Regions from separate parts of the Mus musculus genome. Here all the other regions are linked to region 2. Evidence: chromatin contacts called from public Hi-C and HiChIP or PLAC-seq data. All regions are on one chromosome and are shown on one strand. The core of a region is the stretch at or near the end of the contact, and the rest is flanking DNA. Distances in the headings are between cores, read along the strand shown.

Evidence for each region. A called contact is a pair of places that touch in the nucleus more often than the background predicts. HiChIP or PLAC-seq counts read pairs in DNA pulled down with a chosen protein or histone mark.
Region 1: an HNF4G HiChIP or PLAC-seq map of pancreatic cancer cells shows a contact between it and region 2. The contact joins two enhancer-like sites. A contact is called at or near these places in 2 of 15 datasets of contacts at CTCF or cohesin (CD8 T cells and large pre-B cells), 6 of 484 Hi-C or Micro-C datasets (CD8 T cells, embryonic stem cells, germinal center B cells and 2 more) and 3 of 115 datasets of contacts at active chromatin or transcription factors (CD8 T cells, effector CD8 T cells and pancreatic cancer cells).
Region 3: a contact with region 2 is called in a Hi-C map of pancreatic cancer cells, with 1.9 times the contacts expected there. The contact joins two enhancer-like sites. A contact is called at or near these places in 1 of 39 promoter capture datasets (stem cell-derived epiblast-like cells) and 3 of 484 Hi-C or Micro-C datasets (cerebellum, nephron progenitors and pancreatic cancer cells).

The regions. Positions count from the first base shown.
Region 1 is chr8:36,182,270-36,186,304 of GRCm38.p6, forward strand. No RefSeq gene overlaps it. Among named protein-coding and RNA genes, the nearest start is that of Gm35520, 4.2 kb to the right of the region's middle. Within about 2 kb of position 2,007, at least 188 of the 459 cell types and tissues checked have an H3K27ac peak or open chromatin away from gene starts, as enhancers often do. A contact at or near this core is called in pancreatic cancer cells, where this site is marked.
Region 2 is chr8:36,071,929-36,075,624 of GRCm38.p6, forward strand. Gm39163 (a long non-coding RNA gene) reads left to right here. Exons shown (of 3, transcript XR_870358.2): 3 at 1,616-1,679. Among named protein-coding and RNA genes, the nearest start is that of Gm39163, 7.4 kb to the left of the region's middle. Within about 2 kb of position 1,528, at least 22 of the 459 cell types and tissues checked have an H3K27ac peak or open chromatin away from gene starts, as enhancers often do. A contact at or near this core is called in pancreatic cancer cells, where this site is marked.
Region 3 is chr8:35,968,761-35,972,742 of GRCm38.p6, forward strand. No RefSeq gene overlaps it. Among named protein-coding and RNA genes, the nearest start is that of 5430403N17Rik, 88 kb to the left of the region's middle. Within about 2 kb of position 2,496, at least 32 of the 459 cell types and tissues checked have an H3K27ac peak or open chromatin away from gene starts, as enhancers often do. A contact at or near this core is called in pancreatic cancer cells, where this site is marked.

The sequences.
Region 1 (4,035 bases), core at 757-3,256, 110 kb after region 2:
GTTCCTCCTCGGTGACAAGCTTAGTTTGAACGAAGAAAGATCTTGCCTGGAAGAAAAGGCAAGGCGTGGCTCTCTCTGTGCTACTCATGGTTGTGGTGGGACTAGGGGAAAGTAGAAGAGATTCTGCGAAATGTTCTAACCACAAGGGTATCAAAAATAGAATGTTTGCTGTATGTGTGACTTGAAAACCACAGGTTGAAATTTGACGCTCTTAGCTGATAGGTTCCTTTGGGTGGTCTCGTTCCCAGGTTACTTGGAGATTGATCAGCCTCTAAATCCAACTTCCCTCCCAGGTAAGAAGGAAGACATAGGCCACTGAGCGGAAGATCCAGCAGAACCATGGCGGTAGCGTGTTGTACAGAGAGGTGGTAGATATTGGAGTTATGCCTAATCCATTTAAAGGGAAAGTACAGTGGTTTGGGAGGATGGCAGCGAAGGGGAGGCTATGAGTGCTGGCTGGATTGATTTAAGGAAGAGCCAAGTGAGAGCCCAGTGTGGTGTTGCATGCCTTTACAGTGAAAGGCAGGCTGACCTCTGTGGGCTTGATCTACACCGGGAGTTCGAGGTCAGCCAGGTCTACAGAGAAAGACAGAGAGAGGGAGAGAGAGAGAGAGAGGGGGAGAGAGAGAGAGAGAGAGGGAGAGAGAGAGAGAGAGACACAGACTCAGTGACTGGATATGTATTCTGTGAAGACAGAGTTGTTGGGAGTATACTGATGGTAACACAGAGAACCATGGAGACATCCCTGTCCCTGAGAAATATGGGGAACAGAGAAAAATCAGTCTAACAGTCTCGATATACTTGAAGGAATCCTGGCACATTGGAGTAGGAGAGGAACCTCTGAGTCCAGGGCTCTGCACATCTTGATTGATGGACAAAGCCTGCCCTTCCCATGATGCTTCCCTAGCTTAGCCCCACCTCCATACAAGAGTGAGGTCCTGCAGCCTCAGGGACACCTCTGGAGAACTTGGTTCTAGTTAAAGACAGCTAACTATCTTATATTGAGCGTGGAATGCCACTTCAGTCCTGGTCAGATAATTTCTTCTGTTAAACGAGAACATTTAGACCTGTACATGTTAGGTGATATTTAGAGCTTCTTCATCTTCAAATATCTGGAAGCTAAATTGCAAATTAAAAATACAGCCTTGGTCACTTAAATGATTTTGTACCAGAGTTTGAAGCTAGGGCATTACACATGCCAAGTAAATATTCTACCACCGATCTATACCTCCAAACCCATGTTAATCTTTTATTTTGAGGCAGTCTTGTTTGATATGAGTTCACTCTGTAGCCCAGGCAGGCCTTGACCTTGTGATCCTTCCTGCCTCTTGATCTCAAGATGTGTGATGACAGTTCTGTGGCACCAGGTCCAGGTAGAACGTTTTGAAAAGAAAATAGCTTTTGAGTTGTAACATTGTTAGGAAAAATGTTTAAAGTGGGGGGGGGGAGAGGAGGAAAGGGGAAGAGGGAGGGGGAAATGAGGAAGAGGGGGAGAGGGAGGGAGGGAGGGAGAGAGAGAGAAATATGGGGAGGAGGGAGGAAAGGGGAAGAGGGGGAGAGGGAGGGGGAAATGGGGAAGAAGGGGAGAGGGAGGGAGAGAAGAGAGAAGGGAGGGAGGGAGAAAGAGAGAGAGGGGGAGGGAGGAGAGAGGGGGGAGGGAGGGAGAGGGGGAGAGGGAGGGGGAGAGAGAGAGAGAGAGAGAGAGAGAGGCGCGGGTGGTGAGGTGTGTTCACTGTTTAGCCTTGACTGTCCTGTAACTCACTAGTAGACCAGACTGGCTTTGAACTAGGAGATCCACCTGCCTCTGCCTCCTGCCCACATGCTGGAATTAAATATGGGTGCCTCCATGCCCTGCCTTTGCCTGGACTTTTAAATATCTTAATCTCCATCACACACGGGATACACCACATTTCCTTTTCAACCCTGGCAGCAGTCTTTCTCACACTCCCTCGCATACTTGAGTCACCTGTGGGGGTTACAGAGCAGCTCTGACTCAGCAGACCAGGGCAGGGCTGGAGAGTCTCTGGCCCCACCAGGCAGAGTACGCATGCACCAGTCTGCGCCCACGCTCCTGCAGCCTGCTCGCTCTGCAGTGTCAGTAGACCTCTGGTGGCCACATTCGAAATGTGCATTGTTACACTCGATTTTTTTTTCTTTTTTCTTCTGAAAATATTAAATGCTATGTCTCCCCAAAGCCAGCAACTCTACCAGTCTTGTTATTGGCAAAGCAAACAGGGTTTGTTGATTTGAACTCTAACTACCACAGTATTGAAACAGCCAATGTAACATTAGTTTGGACTCTTGATTTAGGTTTTGGTGTCACTCCAGAGAGGCCACATAGCCAGTTAGTGATCATCAAAGAAGGGGCACGCTTAGTCTACATAAATATTAAAGTGAATGTACTTTCTATAAAAGAATACAGGAAAGCAGTCCAGTAGAAGGCTTTATGTGGAGTAATGAATGACTTAAAAGGGCCTTCTTTATTAGTATTGAAAAAGAAAACCTCAGTCTTTTAATTTGACTCACCTTCTCCTGCCAGGGGTTGCCTTAAGTTGTATTTCTTATTAGGTGTTCTCTAATTTAGCCCTTCTATGAAGCAGACTAACCTGCTCTTTAATTAGAAAAATCGAGAGCAGTTTTATAGTAATTTTAAATTTCTGGGTTTTTTTTTTTTTTGGCTAATTTCCATCTATGCTACTGAAACAGAAAACAGAAACGCTGTCCACAGTTCAGATGAGATGTGTCTATCAGCATCCGAGAGACTCCGTTTTAAGAAACACTGCATTTTTTTCCTGTTTTTCTTCTAGCTGCAAACATTTTTTTTTTAATTTCGAATGTCAATAGACATATTTCCTGGTCCTGCCATGTACTTAGATAAATGTTCCAGAAGCCAACTCAGTTTTTTTTTTCCCAAATAACCAGAAAATGACTATCACTCTAGAGTGGGAACATCTGGCCCAAGAATGTTCACGATCTCTTAGCCCCAGGGCAATCCAACTGAAAACTTGTAAATTAACATCAATCTTAACTTGACTTTGATGGAAACTTCTCGTTTTATGCTTGAGCCGACTCAGCAGAACACAGTCCCCTGCAGATGCCGGGCATCAGTGCATTTGCTCATAGAAACTTCCTTGAGTGGAGAAATGTCCAGTGCTCTTGCGTAGGGCACATCAAGTGAGATCCCAGGGTGCTTTGCGATTTTTGCTGACTTTTCATAATCTTAGTAAAGTGTGTTGCTAAGGTTTCAAAGACGGGTGCTAAAATGAGTTTTCTTTTTTAAATTAATTTATTGATTTGTTTATTTACATTCCACACACTGCCCTTCTCCCAGCCCCCCAGAGTCCCTCCCTCTATCCCACCTCCCCTTTGCCTCTGAGATGGTGCCCCCCCCCATATCTCCCTACTCTGATGCATCAAATCCCTGCAGGATTAGGCACATCCTCTCCCATGAGGCCAGACAAGGCAGCCCTCTGCTACGTATGTGCCTGGGGCTTTGGTCCAGCCAGCCCTTGTATGCTCTTTGGTGGATGGCTCAGTTAGAAGTTTTATATGCTTATTTAAAACTCCTTTTCAGCCTTATAAAATAACCTGGCACTTATGAGAACTGTCTGTACAGTCCAATTCAAATGTTTCTGGTTGGAATTACAGTAGGAAAGGTTTTTCTTAGCACAGGTTTAATGAGATACATAATAAATGGTTAGGTATAGCTATTTCTACATCCATAGAGTCTATAAAGTCACACATGCCTTTATATGAATCTGTGAATCAGGGATCTGCCTGTGGTCGGTGGATTTAACCAGACTTTACCTGGGAAGAAACCCTGAAGCCACTAGTTTATCCACACTAAGCCTTTCATTGTATAGCAAAATGTCTGCAGGACGGGCTACTGTGCCTACAGGCAGGGTTTGCTTAATGTTTGACTTTTTCATTACAATGTGATATAAGGAAGAACGGAGCCTCAATAGACGCCTTTCCAAATAAAGAGCTCTTTATAGTTAGTTAGACTGCACTTTAAATTTCAACTTAAGGCTGAAG
Region 2 (3,696 bases), core at 278-2,777:
CCGACAACGATCACCTCATGCTCAAAGTTAGAACAGTTTGAGCCACAAAGAAGAATCAGCATATGGCCTGGTAAAATAAGTGTCTATGCCAACATGAAATATTGAATAGAGCAGGCTCCGGATCCCACTCCAGGCAATATGTGACACCTTATTGTCACGTGTTCCTAAGCCCCTGTGTGGTGACTTTGGCAGTTTAGAAGATGAGGAATGTACCTGTTTTCTGGAACGTACCTCAATTGGAATTCATTTTCCCTACTTTTCCTTGACTCCACACGGGTTTCAGGTTTTGAGGTAGAAGAACACAGAGTAAGAGGAACGAGGTAAGGAAGAAATATTTGCACACGAGGGGAAATCAAATACTCAAAGTGCATCATGTCCCTGATGGAGGTGAGACCAATACTTGTTGAGTATAGGTTGTACAGGGTAACTAACTTCTCCCAGAGAGTATGTGCAAAGGGAGAGGAAAGTGACTGCTTGCTAAAGCAAACAAAACGCTCCCTCAGAGATCACAGCCAACAACAGTCAACAGTCACAATAAGAACAGATCCAGTGGGTTCAATTCAGCCAGACTCTTGCTTGCTCCTCAAACCTATGTGGGGTCATGAGAGAAGGGGGATGAATTCCACTTAAGCTACATTCTACAAGACAGGTGACTACACCTCATCTCATAAACGGTCAAAGTCATCAACCAAGGTGCTTAAGAACATCTGATAGCTGTCACATATTGCCTGGAACGGGGCCCAAAACCAGAATAAAGCGGGGGGGGGGGAGACCAATTACTTAAGAACTAAGGAAATATACATAAATACACTGTAGACTTGTATTCTTTATACTGCGTTAATATTGATGTATGAATTATAGCAAACAGACCATAGTAACATGGGACACTAGATTCAGGGAATGTAGGGGTTTTCTAAATTATACTTACATTTTCCCCCCTTTATAAATCTGCCAGCTTGACACCAAGGAGGCAGGCCTCAGGCACACCTGTGAGGTATTATTGACCTTAAGGTTAACTTCTGGGAATGTATGTGAAGAATGGTCTTGATCTCCTTAATTAAAGTGGAAAGCCCACTCTAATTGTGGGTGGTGCCATTCCCTAGGCAGAGGACCCTGGGCTGGACATCAGTAGAGGAAGAACTGTAAAAACAGTAAGCAAGAACTCGCATGCAATAATTCAGTGGAAGGCTAGAATGTGACTTCTCTCATGCTCCTGCCACTCTGCAATGGTGGACTTTAATTTGGAACTGGGAGCCAACTAAACCTTTAAGTTGCTTTTGTCCAGAGTATTTCATCACAGCAACAGAAAAATCCAAAACTGGTCCAAAATGTAAAGTTTTATTTACTTATTTTTTCCATAATGTAACCACATACGTGTGAATCCTTAGAGAAATGGGTTTGAAGGCAGTCTGGGTGGCTGGTGACTGTCTGCACTCAGGAGCTCTTTGGTGGCAAGGCTTGTGGCTCATGGAACACAATGTTAAACTCTGAACCTCAGCCGAGATAACGCCAAGAGAAGCTCAAAGATTTATGATCTTGTTGTTTAAGGAGTGGAAGAAGAAGGAAGGCTTGGGGAGTCCGTTAATGATTAACCCACGTGTTTGCTTTGTTCCAGTTACAAAGGAGAAAAAGAAAAGCCCGTCATTTACAAAGAATTAAATCAACCACTTATCGGTAAGACTGACTAAAGTATTTTGTTTTTATAAAATATAAATATGATAAGTAAGGAGTCTTTATTTCAATAATAGTTCTTTGTTGACTTTTAAAATCTTTTAGAAGTTTACGGAGACTGTGTAGTCACTCAAGAAACAGATTTTAGTAGCCCCTTTATTTTATGTTCTCTTCTCTGCATAGCTAATATTATAGGCCATTCTTAGTAATGAAAACTTACCCATTTAGTTTATATTTATGACTTGCAATCCCATTGTATTACACTCATTTTTCTTTGCATAAGGCCCATATAGCACCTGTTAAATTATAAATTGTATTTTGATCCTAAGTAAATCTTTCTTGGCTATAAATATTTTATTCTCCTATTAAATGTTAATGTTTTGTTTTATCAGACTACATACAAGTTCTATCTCCCCCAGTGTCTTTGTAGATGTGATAAGTGAACTTTTGCTTTCATTCTCCATTCTTCATGCCTCTCTCTCTTTTCTTTCCAAAGTACTTGGTGGGCATCTTCTCTGGTGGGCATTTAGGGAAACCAACATAAATGACAGCAGATATCAGCAGCAGAATGTGTAAGAGAAGCAGGTGAGAGGGAGGGTAACCCAATGTCACTGTATGAGGATGTGGCTAGAGACTTCGGAGGATGCTCATGAGGAAATACTGAACCTATGGATGCTTTTAAGGTGGAGGTGCCTCTCTGTGCTGCTTTTCCATGCTCAAAACTTGATCATCATTTCCAGAAGACTCCCTGTGTGTCTTGAAATGAATCTGGAAGTTGATACCTTCGATCAGCTTTCAGAGGTGTCAAGTGTAATGGACTCAACCAAACTGCCTTATAATGACCTGACCTCTTTTTTAGCAACACCCTCTACAAATACAAAATGAGGCATTTGTATTAGTAGTACAAATTGGAGTCCTTGAAAGAGCTCTCTCCTGATCAAACCCATTGAGCAGAAGGGATTTGTAGAGGTAACAATAATGATACATTGCTTTCTACAATATTTAGTCAAATATTTGAGTGGAAACCAAGTGTTAAGAAAGTTACTGAGTTCTTCTTTTTTTGTTTTTTGTTTTGTTTTGTTTTCCATTTGGTCCTTGGGAATTTGACTAGAGGGGGTCTGGTTCTGTTTGTTTTTGTTTTTGTTTTTTTTTTTCGTCAACTCAAAGTTATAAATAGTTAACAAACCATAATCTGAGAGTGATTAAGCTGATCTCCATGGCTGTCTTGAAAAAAGAATGTCCCCTTTGTAATCTACAAGGGGTCAAAGTAGAATCCTGTCAGAGGTCTTAGCGTCATGCTTTTGCTCCAAAATGTGCTGAATGCCAGGAAGTTGTGTCATGTTACTGTGTGAGACAGTGTCTATTTCAATACACAGAACTACAGTATATAGAATAAGCAAGATCCACCAGCAAATTTCAACAGTGACATTGGACTCTGAGCATTCATTATTTCAGCTCAGTCTACCAGCACTTAGCAGAGTGCTTTTTAAGATTTCTGTTAAGTATGAATGTTATTTAAAATCTGATTTTACGCAGGTGGCACTGTAGCTCTATCAGCATTAGTGGGAGAAAAAGTTATTTACACACAGACTCAACATGCTCACTGCTCTTTATACTGTACTTAAGTTACACCCCAAAATAGAGTTTATTAATGCTGAGTGTTCATAAAAACGCTAATGAGACCATCAGGATGACATCTAAATTCTCCTACATGAAAAGTAACAATGTCTGGAAGGGAAGGGAGGGAAGGTTGCAGGGTGCTTAGCATATGACCTGGCTTCAGTGTGCTGTAGATGAGTCCAGGTATGGCTGTGGTGTTTTCACAGCTGTTTCATTAAACATGGAAAGTCCTGATGGTGGGTCTTAGACCTAAATGGCTTCCCTGCCAGAAGAGAATGCTCTATTCCAGTCTAAATCAAGGAGCTGGCGCTGCCCTTGTTACACCAACTATTCCAGGCATCTGGGATTCACAGAGAGTGCTCCCTCACACACAGGGCTGGGTCTCATTCATCTCCCCCAACACTA
Region 3 (3,982 bases), core at 1,246-3,745, 100 kb before region 2:
GTGATCTCTCCCCAATGCTTGTTTGTTACCCTAACCAAATTTATTTCTTAAAGGAAAGGTTGAAATGCACATTTAATTGTTGGGTTTGTAATCACACAGAACAATGAAGCCAAGGCTAGTCCGGGTGGGAGGAATGAGCCAAGTGAAATCAACCTGACTTACAAACAGCTCTCACCATGATGGAGAATTTGTGACATGGGTGACTGTGACCAATCATGACCACGGCTGTGATTTCTGGAAGAACATGTTCAACATGATTGCTGATCCCTGTGAGATCTTTCATAGTATCAACGCCACTTATCCTAGATAGACAGTGACTGCTAACAGAAGCGCTGAGTCTGAGTTTCACACTAAAATAACCTAAAGTTGGAACTCCTGCTGATATATAGGAAGGGATACTGACCTTCGAATGGAATGAGGATACCACTGCTCCAGGGTAGGGCTGCAAAGAAGGTTTTTTTATTGCAATTGTGAGGGAGAGTACAGCCAGAGGCATCTGGAAGATTCCAGAGCGGGGGGTGAGAAAGTAGAGGACTAAATATGACTGAACTGGGCCATGGAAATGGGGTGGGGGTGGGGAGAGCAGGAGAGGAAAAGAAGAGAGAGGAGAGGAGAGGAGAGGAGAGGAGAGGAGAGGAGAGGAGAGGAGAGGAGAGGAGAGGAGAGGAGAGAGGGCAAATGGATCAAGACAGCAAAAGAGGGCAGAACCCATAGCTGAATGGTAGGGTTATTCAGGAATCACAAACTAGGGGAAGGGAAGCAAATCTCATGGGCTTGAGAGGTTTAGGATGGGGGATGGGTGAGGAGCCAGGATGCCAGCAAGGACTCTGTAACAGCTACCTGCTGAGAGAACTTAGAGACTAGCATGTGCTTTGCTATGCCAGTAGACACCATAGTTTAGCCATTTGTCCTGGGTTTCCTGACACCCTTGGTTGCAAAAGACATTATAATAAAACATTTTTTTCTTTGTAGCTGAGTACTATCCCTTAGACCAGTGGTTCTCAACCTTCCTAATACTGTGACCCTTTAATATAGTTCCTCATGCTGTGGTGACTCCTCAACCATAAAATTATTTTTGTTGCTCCTCCATAAACGTAATTTTGCTATTGCGACGAATAATAAAGCAAATGTTTTTGGTGATCGAGGTTTGTTGAGAGGTTGTGACCCACAGGCTGAGAACTCTTGCCTTAGACGATCAAGACACTGAAAACATCCAATCCCACCATGCAACAACAGAGGGATGAAATAGGTATTCTAAAGCCAGCGCCCCATGGTAAAGGCGGCTCTCGACACAAGGGGCTGATAACATGGCTGCCCAAGGACAGAAGCTGAGAACCAGGAGTGATCATCCAAAATGCAGGCCATGATCAGACAGGGGAGAAAATCTAGAAGGAGGAGCTAGCAGCAATGGAGTCCACGATGCTAACCTCCAGACTCGGGAAGTACAAAGCTTCACATTGGAATGGTCAGGTGGAGCTCTCGCTCCATATCTCCTCCCTCCCTCCCTCCCTCCCTCCCTCCCTCCCTCCCTCCCTCCCTCCCTCCCTCCCTCCCTCCCTCCCTTTCAGCTCTGAGGGAATTTCACATGGCAGCTAGGTAGTCTGTAACTAAGGTGTGGAGACACACACACACACTGGAGACTAAAATGGAAGTAATAAATCACATATTAGAGTTCTTACTTTAAGGCTTGAGTCTCACACAAATTGATTATAAGATATTCTCTCACTTAGGGGTGAACAGAAAAGCACAACACAGCCCAAAGGAGCATAGAGGTCAAGACAAACCCATGTTAGCCAAGAAAATCGTTATAAACCTGCTTCTGGCATCGTATCCCTCGAATCTTAAGTGTCTAATTGCTGACTGGGTATCAGAAATCAGAGGCAGTCTACCACTTGGCACATTGGAGACACTGATAAATGTTTGAATCAATCAATCAATGATTTGTCCTCCGTGAATCACACACACACACACAAAACTGTTGAAAAATTGATCGTTAAAGAGGAACATAAAATAAGACAAAAGAATTCAAGGATGAGCTGTGTGAATACGTGCAGAAACTGGTTTGTGATTCAGAGAAAACTGTACTGATTTTAAAGTCTTCCTGGAAATTGTTATGTTTTATTGCACAGAGCTATAGTCAGTTCTCCAAGTAGACGGCAGGAGACTTTCAGATGTTAAGCATTCCATTTTTATAAGGCCAGGACAAAGGTGTTGTATGACAGTGGCTCTGTGCACAAGTTTTGAGGGAGCCCCTTCTCAGTCTACCCTCAACTTGCACAAGACCTGGAGAGACTGACAGCCTGGATCCTGACCCAGAAGGCTGATTGATAACCCAGAAGAACCCAAGAGTGGTATCTACCTGCACGAGGAAAACTTTGTCCCAGGTAACCAGGAGCAGATAGAGCCATAACAAAGGCTGCGAACCAGCACAGTAAGGTCAATGAGAGGAACAAAATCTGCTGTCACTTGTAAGAGGTGAGCAAGTGCTTAAGGAATGCAAGGTGCAGCCAGAGAGGGCAGGCCTTGACTCAGAAGGAAGTGGGGAAGCTGAGAGAAAGGGCGGGGAGATGTGCTAGCCTCGGGCAGAGTTGAGACCTGAGGAGTTCGCTGTTTGGGAGTTGATGCCAGGCACACATCATTCGCTTTGGTGGGATGTAATGGCTGAGAAGGAGAGTGGGTAGACTCTGTGGGCCTCAGTTCCCATCTCTGTAAAGTATCGCTAATGTCTTCGTAGCCTAGAGAGGTTACTGTTTGTAGTTTCTCCGGTTCCTTGGCTTCTGTCATTAAGACAGAGGCTGTGGGACTTCCAGGGTTTTTTTTTTGTTTTGGTTTTGTTTTTGATTTTTGTCACTGTAGACTGAACCCAACGACTCCTGAATGCAAGGCTAGCACTCTTCCAATTGAACTGCTGAACTATATCCCTGGAAGAGGAACTTCCTAAATTTTCATCTAATATGGTACGGAAGTCCTGAATCACAGACATAGCACTTGGCTCTCTGTGTGTCTCTCTGTGTCTCTCTGTGTCTGTCTCTTTGTCTCTGTCTGTCTCTATGTGTATGTGTATGTGTATGTGTGTGTGTGTGTGTGTGTGTGTGTGTGTATGTATGAATTTGTGTTTACTCTTTAGCCAAAGTCACCTCCTGACCCAGCAGGTTGGGGTGTGAGAGGCCCTCGCTGCCTCTGGAATATGCACTCTCTTAGTCTCCTTTGCTCTAAATCCCTAAACTACTTCAGCAGAGGGCCTGTCTTTTCCTAGCACTTAAGCACACATAGAACATGATGCAAAGAGAACGCTTACTACACATTTATGGAACAAATGCAGAGGTTCCATATCTAAAAGGAAAGCTACTCAAAGGCCCCACTCAAAGCAGTAAATTTGACGTCCTATCTCCCTGAACAGAACTCCACAGTTAGCTCTCTAAGTTATCATGTTGCTGTGTTGTCTAAGACCAATATCCAGTAAGTATCCTTAGAGGCAAACTCCTTGGTGCCCTTCCATGGGCTGCATCTAAAACCTTTTTCTGGATCATGTTTCATTGATTTCGAACTAAACAAGCACAAGAATCGTGGGCTACCTTCCTTCAGGAGCTATGGCCTTAAACTGAATATGCTCAAACTGAGTATGCTTGAGAACCGGCCTGCCTATTTTACTCTACGTAAAATCCTACGTGTCTGAGAGTTCCCTAACAGCTGTAGGCCATAAGCATCCTTCTCTACCCTTGTTTCTTTGCCATTTTTGTTTGCTTACTTGCTTGTCTTTGCATTGACCACGATGTGATTCCAGTGCATCTAACTACATCCTCAAGAGCTCGAGGCTAAGTTAGCTTCAGAAATCCTGAAGCTTCCAATATCACATTTCCTCTCCATCAAGGTCTCAGCCTTCTTCTCCACCGAACCCTCACTTTCTCGTGCATTGCTCCAAACACCTCCTATTTCATTTGTTCCTTGTATCTCTCCAGTAATGGGTGAGTTCCACAAGGGC